2 separate regions of the Mus musculus genome follow, and region 2 is linked to region 1. A link is a contact called in public HiChIP or PLAC-seq data. All regions are on one chromosome and are shown on one strand. The core of a region is the stretch at or near the end of the contact, and the rest is flanking DNA. Distances in the headings are between cores, read along the strand shown. Region 1 overlaps Gm10863 (predicted gene 10863). Region 2 overlaps Dmc1 (DNA meiotic recombinase 1).

Region 1 (3,256 bases), core at 457-2,956:
AAACTCCTGAGGGTGAGGAGTGAGTTTCATTCCCCTCTGGGTTCTCCCAGCTCAGCATGGTGACCTTGACAAGTCCCCAGCTTTAAGCCCTGTTAAGTCAAGCCCCTGGTCCCAGACCCTTCACAGATATCCTGGTTGGTGGCTGATCCTTCTCATCTGGCTGCTTTTTCTTCATGTGGGGTGTGGGTCGCTTCTACAGTTGCTTCTAGCCCCAAAATATCCATGTTCCAAGCCTGTGTCACCATCCTGCCCCCAAACAAGCCCCCGCCACTTCCTTGAACATCAATGGCCCCACTGTTCTGGAATGATCCAGGCATGAGGCTTTGGAGTCAATCTTGACTCAGCCAACTCCTCACCCCCACGGCTGGTCACCAGCCACACGGCTTTTCCCCTAAGCCATTGTTCATACCCACCAACCCCTTCTGAGGGCCTTGGATCCCTCTTTCTCGGACTCTGTTTGGTCTGAAATCTGGGTGTTTCTGTCCATTTTCTACATGGCCAGCCCCAGCAGCGCTCTAGGGGGTCTGTGCTGGGGCCCTCCAAAAACCGCACAGCAGTTCCCTGGTAAGAAGTGACTTAAAACCCAGGAGTGCCACCCCAAACTCTGAGCAAGAAGCCCTGCTGCACCCCAGAGGCTGGGGCTCAGGAGAGGTTAGGGACACTGTCTACTGTGATAAAATCTGGAGGAGGAGGGAGGAGGGGGAAGGGAAGGGAGGAGAGGAGTCAGAAGCCCTAAGGAGTGTGTGCGGGGTAGCAAGCACACTGAGCTTTGACCTTTCAAGAATGTCCTTGAAAGCTCAATCCTGCCCACCATCATCCATTGCCATTACTCATGTCCTCTGCTCTTCTCCCTTGAGCCCTGCCCGTGGTCAGACACAGGGCAAGGACCCATTTAGGTGATGTCACGCACTAAATCTATCCACACTGTGCGCACACACCAGGGGCAGCAGGTGCCACTCTGGAATCTGGTCCTTGGCAGAGACCAGTGGAGCTGGGCATTGAAGAATGAGCAAGATTCCGTCTTGAGCCAGAATTGGGCAGGGGAAGGGCATTGGGTTAGCAGGGGCTTGAAAACGTTTATGGGTGGTTAAGCTGGGAGAGGTGTGGTGGCCAGACTGGGACACAGTGAAGCAAGACTGAGAAGGGCTTGTGAACTAAGGGGCCTCTGAATAGAGATGTACGGTCTCAGGGACCCTTCTTGGCATCCGTAATTCCTGTCTTCTAAATGGGATCTGGGCAGGCAACAGGGTGCCAGCTCAGTACTTGCTATTCTGCACAGGGCCACAGATAAAAGGGACATGGCCAGGGTGGTTGTCTGTCTCTGGAAGAAGCCAGGTAGGGTATTTCCATGAGTCTAGAGGGGTGAGTAAGGTAAGCGGCTGAAGCTGGGTACCCCAAGTTCCTTTGGGGAGGGCGTGTTGGGTGATAAGACTAGTTGCTAGGAATTCTGGGAAAGAGCCACATTGCCCACGGGGCCTCGCCAAAGCAAACCAAAGTCGTGCTGGCTCTGCCTTCCTGTGCTGGGGGGCGGGGGGGGGTGTAAAGAGGGGAGGGTGTCTGGCCCTGGGGAACGGGAGGAACCGAGTGGCGGATTTATGTTTCCACTTGATTTCCTCGGTTGTTTTCTAAACGTAGCGGTATCCTGAGGGGCGGGGTGGAGGCGGAGAAGCCACCGGAAGGCGCCATAGCCCCACTGCTGCCTGCCCCACTTCTGCCTGCCTCCCCATGTGACTTGGCTGACGACAGCACTCCGTGGAAGGGCCTAGAGGCTTCCGTCCTGGGCTGCTGGACAAGTGGGTGACGTTGATCAAGGCACTGGGCTCACACGGGCCGCGCCCCGCGTGATCTGTTGTCTCCAGGCAGACTGCCTCACTTGGGGCGATTCTTTGATCCCGTGAGTTAAGAATGACCATGGTGGTGGCTGACTCCGGGTCTCAGGGTCATCCTGGGGGCCAGGTACCTAAACAGGACGGGGGTGTACATTGCTTCCTCTGTCTCTCCAGCTTCCTGGTCCTTCTTCAGCTGTGCCTCAAGCATTTCTCGGCCTCCTGATTGTGGGTCCACCATTCTGGGTCTTGCTCCATTCCAGCTGGGGTCTTTCTTGCCTTCTTGGGTTCCATTTGTGCCACTGCCTCACCGGTGGCTTTGCCTTTTCCACTCCTCCCTGCCTCTCCTACCTCCCCTCTCTCCTCAGGATCACACACACACACACACACACACACACACACACACACACACACACAAGGTTGGTAGGAGACGAGGGCCTGGGCCGGGTTGGGTAGTGGAGGCAGGGAAGGGCTCAAGGAGGCTGGCCTCTCTCCCAATCCTATTTACAATCTCCATTCTTACAGCAGCTGCGAAGCCTGGGACATTGCTCTGAGACTCAGTTTCTCCCTCTGAAAAGTGAGAATAATAATAGTTCCTTCCCTTTAGGATGGAAGCCTGGCCTGTAAGAGTTTTTGATAGTGAATCAGGATAAATCACAGAAACTCGTGTCTCATAACCCCAGGGAAGCAGAGGCTGCAGGCAAGCAGAGCTTTAACAAAATATATTTAAAAAAAAAAAAAAGCCACACTTCTCTATTATTTATTTATTTACTTATTTACTTATTGAGACACAGCCTGACTGAAGTTTCTAATTAATTACTTAAATCTTTTTTTTTTTTTTGCAGTGCTTCCTATATGGCAAGCCAGGGACTGAAACTTACGATTTGACTGGACAATCTATAAGGTACCATAATACAGTCTCCACTTGACTGATGAGAAAATAAAGACCTGGCAAGTCCAGGGCTTGCTCAAAGGAGTGTTTTCCATTCGAATGTAAACAAGAGTCTCACTGCCAGGTCCTCCCTCTTCTGCCACTGTGAGTCCTCACCTCCCTCCCTAATCTCTGACACCCCCCCCCCCCCCACCAGCCTTCCTGTGTGCTGCTGCTATTCTGTCTCCATCTCTCAGGGCATCCAGCTCAGGCCAATGGCAGGAGTCCACCTGCTGGATTGCTGTCTGAATTGTGCACATGCCCAGACCCCTTCCGCTGATTGCATCCACAGGCTTCCTTGCTCTGGCCTTTTGCCTTGACACCATCCTAAGAGCTTGGAGGGCTCCCCACAGATAGACAGGGATGCCAAGACCTGGGCCTGCCCAAGGGCCCACAGCACGTCCCCTCCCCAGCACCTATGACTTCAGGGCCCCTGACTCATGGTAGGGGCCTTGCATTTTGCTGATAATGCCCAGTCCTGATTCCCCCACAGCTGTGC
Region 2 (3,251 bases), core at 697-3,196, 370 kb after region 1:
ATTTATACACATTTGCTCTACAGTGTCAGCAAACTCACCACATAAGATATCCTCAAAAAATGGCAGGTATTTCTTAATTAACCATTCCAACTTAAACAGTCATCTTTCAATGAAACATAGTCCAAGAAATTTTTTTTCAAGTGTCTGCACTTCCTGACTACTGCAGCAGTCACAGGCTTGAAGTGACATATAAGGAGGTGGCATAGCAGCCTGCATTCTTCCAGAGGGCTTTAATTTACATCTATTTCTGACCAACTTAACAGCATCAGAAAACCTCCCACGTCCCTCCTATAGCCTTTTACAGATTTTCTTCTCCTCTCATTTCCTCTTTTCTGTGGAGAATGAGGGAGCAGGTGGGGGTAGATATTAGGAATAAGGAGGAACACAAAGATTCTCCCACTTTGGTTGAACAGGACATGGCATATTCTGTCATTCTGGTCTTCTAGCTCCAAGTTAGCTGAGGTCATGAAAAATAGATCTGAGATGAAATTGGATAGACTGTAAGAACACAGTGACACTAAGAAGTATAAGCTTCTTTTCTTTCTTGTTTGTATTTGTTGTTGTTGTTGTTATTGTTATGGTGGTTGGTGATGAAGGAAAGGACTCAACCCAAAGCCTTGTGCATGCAAGGTGTGCTGGCTTGACATGAGCTAAAGTCATCTGAGAAGAAGGATCCCCAATAAGAAAATGCTTTCATAAGATCAAGTGTACACTGGATGTGGTGGTGCACACTTTAAACACCAGAACTTGGGAGGCAGAGACAGGCAGATCTGAGTGCAGGGTCAGCCTGGTCTTCAAAGTGAGTTCCAGTAGTACTTGTTGTTATTGTTAAGTAACATATCTTTTCTGTCTGCTCCCAAAATATGCACACATTAAAATAGTTTCCCCCCTCATCTTTTGAAATTGGAATTCTTGTTTGGTGGGGTGGGGTGGAGTAGGGTAGGGAGAGGTTCAACCACATATTGAGGCTGGCTTCATAGAAAGCACAGGAAGGTGGAACAGGGGGCGGTATGTCAGGGTCACATGAGAATTACGTAAGATTATACAGAAAAGCTTCTGGGGCATGGTGAGGAGTTAGTAAGTAGAAGATTTCTTCATTGAGGGGTGGGAGAATGAAGAGAAGAATGGGTTTCAAATAATCTAAACAATTTGCCTAAGGTCACTATGTTAGTGACCATAAACACATTACTTCCTCATTGAAGTTGACAATGTTAAGTCATAGGTTGACATGCTTAATCAGTAAGTGATACATCCACAAGGCTGCAAATATTCTGGATGGCTTTTTGTTTAAGAGTCACAGATACAACAGAGGTCTGTGGTGACATCATGGTCTCTTTCCAATGCTTATTGCCCTGGTGTGCAGCTCATCAGGCCCATCCTCTGATTTATATCTCTAGGCTCCCTGGGCTGGGTTGTTCCAACCCTGAAGTCTGAATCTGTAGCCCTATCTAGGAGTCTCTGCTCTGCGGTATCATACAGCAGCTCCTTGCCTCTATAATTTTGTTCTTTTTTAATACGATGTGCCATCAAGTATAATGCATGGGATACAAGCCTCAATTATTGTCAGTGTACTTGGGGATCCATACCAATTATAGTGATATTTCTCTGACAGGCTCCAGGCGAGCTGAGCTTGGAGTTTCTCAACACCAAGAAACAAAGATATTTCCTTTAGGGGAGGGTTTCTAATAGCATTGGAGAGCCGTTAGTTTAAAACTGTCCCCATTTTTCATCTAGATATGGTAATTTTGTGTTTTATATGAAGCATGTATTTAATCTGTACTGTTATAATTTAATATACAACAGAACATACTAATCACAGTGATCCTTGTTTCCTTACTGCTCAGCTAGGTGGAAAAGACTTCTCACAGCAGATGTACACTGCAAAAATCCTAGGCTTGGTTCCCTTGGCAGGCTCTCTCTCTGCTCAGCTCTCTTCACTGTAGACTGTGCTGTCTCCCTCTCCAGTTAGTTCCTTTCTAGCGCCTCACAAGTCTCCCTTCACTGTCTCATCTGAGGAATCTCAATATGATTTTACTCTTTTTGAAACTTTTTACAAATACAAGAGAAAAGAACCTCTATCTGACCTAATTTCTTTTGCCTTGTAACTCAAGAGTGACAGTTGGGCCTCCTCAGTGCTCCCTCCCCACACCTGAAGAGAGAACAGTGCTCTTTAACTTGTACTGTTTTATCTGAATGCAACCCACTTCCTCCCTCTGAGCCAATGAGTCATTTTCTCTTTTTAAAGTGAGCCTTTAAAATCTTCCATTTCTCGTTAGTTTAAAATTAATCTCTTTGTGAAGTACTTCATGTCCTGTATACAAAAGACACTCCATAGAGAAAAGATTGCTTTAAGCCTCCAGGGACTACACTACAGATGATGTGATAGGGGACATACCAAGACGTTAAAGTACTGAGTTAAATAGCTAAACAAATACCATTTATCTTTCTCTTTTATCGAGACAAAGGTTTTTGTTTTTTTAGTTTGCTAATGAATTCGCAGACTCTCGTTACCTAGTAGGTTTTCAGTAATATTTGAACTAATGAATAGTTAGTTTTCTCCTCAATCTTTTTTTTTTTTAAAGCAAGGAGATGAACCTAAGGCTTTCCACATTGCTAACCACACATCCTACCAATAAGCTACTCTTAGTTCCCTCACTATTTTAACTTTCTTTTGACTATTTACATAGTTCGTTTTGCTCCACATTAGTTTTTTTCCCCTTTAGCTAAGTAGAGAATACTCATAAAAAGAATTGAAGGGTGAAAGATAAATCGAAATGCAAAAGATGCAGCAGTGTGCAAAGGTAAAATTTTAAATGACTGAAGATGGCTGGAGAGACAGCTTAGTGATGAAGACCATTGGCTGCTTTTGCAGAAGACCCGAATTTGGTTCCCAGCACTCACATGGTGGCATACAACTACCTGCAACTCCAGTTCCAGGGGATCTGGTGCTGTCTTCTGGCTCCACCTGGCACCATCTGGCCCCAAGGATACATGTGCTGCACATACTTACATGCAGGCACTCAAATATACACATTAAATAAAAATAAATGGATAAATAAATAAATGCCTAAAGAGAGGCACATTCATTTCAACACAACTTAGAGAAGTTTGCACTAATGTTATTAAGTATCTGCTAGTATATACGTTTATGTCTCATTTATATACACATAATAGAAGAATTCCCTTGGTTTAAAGTAAAATCACTTTGTCTTGCAACATTGGAGTAGTGGTGAATTTAGTTAAGAATTATT

What was found. HiChIP or PLAC-seq counts read pairs in DNA pulled down with a chosen protein or histone mark.
Region 2: a contact with region 1 is called in an H3K4me3 HiChIP or PLAC-seq map of bone marrow-derived macrophages, with 5 times the contacts expected there. The contact joins two enhancer-like sites. A contact is called at or near these places in 3 of 484 Hi-C or Micro-C datasets (the C10 cell line, bone marrow-derived macrophages and nephron progenitors), 3 of 115 datasets of contacts at active chromatin or transcription factors (astrocytes, bone marrow-derived macrophages and embryonic stem cells) and 1 of 9 other capture datasets (pancreatic islet).

The regions. Positions count from the first base shown.
Region 1 is chr15:79,207,520-79,210,775 of GRCm38.p6, forward strand. Gm10863 (predicted gene 10863) reads left to right here. Exons shown (of 5, transcript NR_029470.1): 3 at 2,434-2,526; 4 at 2,672-2,730. Among named protein-coding and RNA genes, the nearest start is that of Gm52189, 15 kb to the right of the region's middle. Within about 2 kb of position 1,707, at least 116 of the 459 cell types and tissues checked have an H3K27ac peak or open chromatin away from gene starts, as enhancers often do. A contact at or near this core is called in bone marrow-derived macrophages, where this site is marked.
Region 2 is chr15:79,575,800-79,579,050 of GRCm38.p6, forward strand. All of the region lies in intron 12 of Dmc1 (DNA meiotic recombinase 1), which reads right to left. Among named protein-coding and RNA genes, the nearest start is that of Dmc1, 28 kb to the right of the region's middle. Within about 2 kb of position 1,947, at least 44 of the 459 cell types and tissues checked have an H3K27ac peak or open chromatin away from gene starts, as enhancers often do. A contact at or near this core is called in bone marrow-derived macrophages, where this site is marked.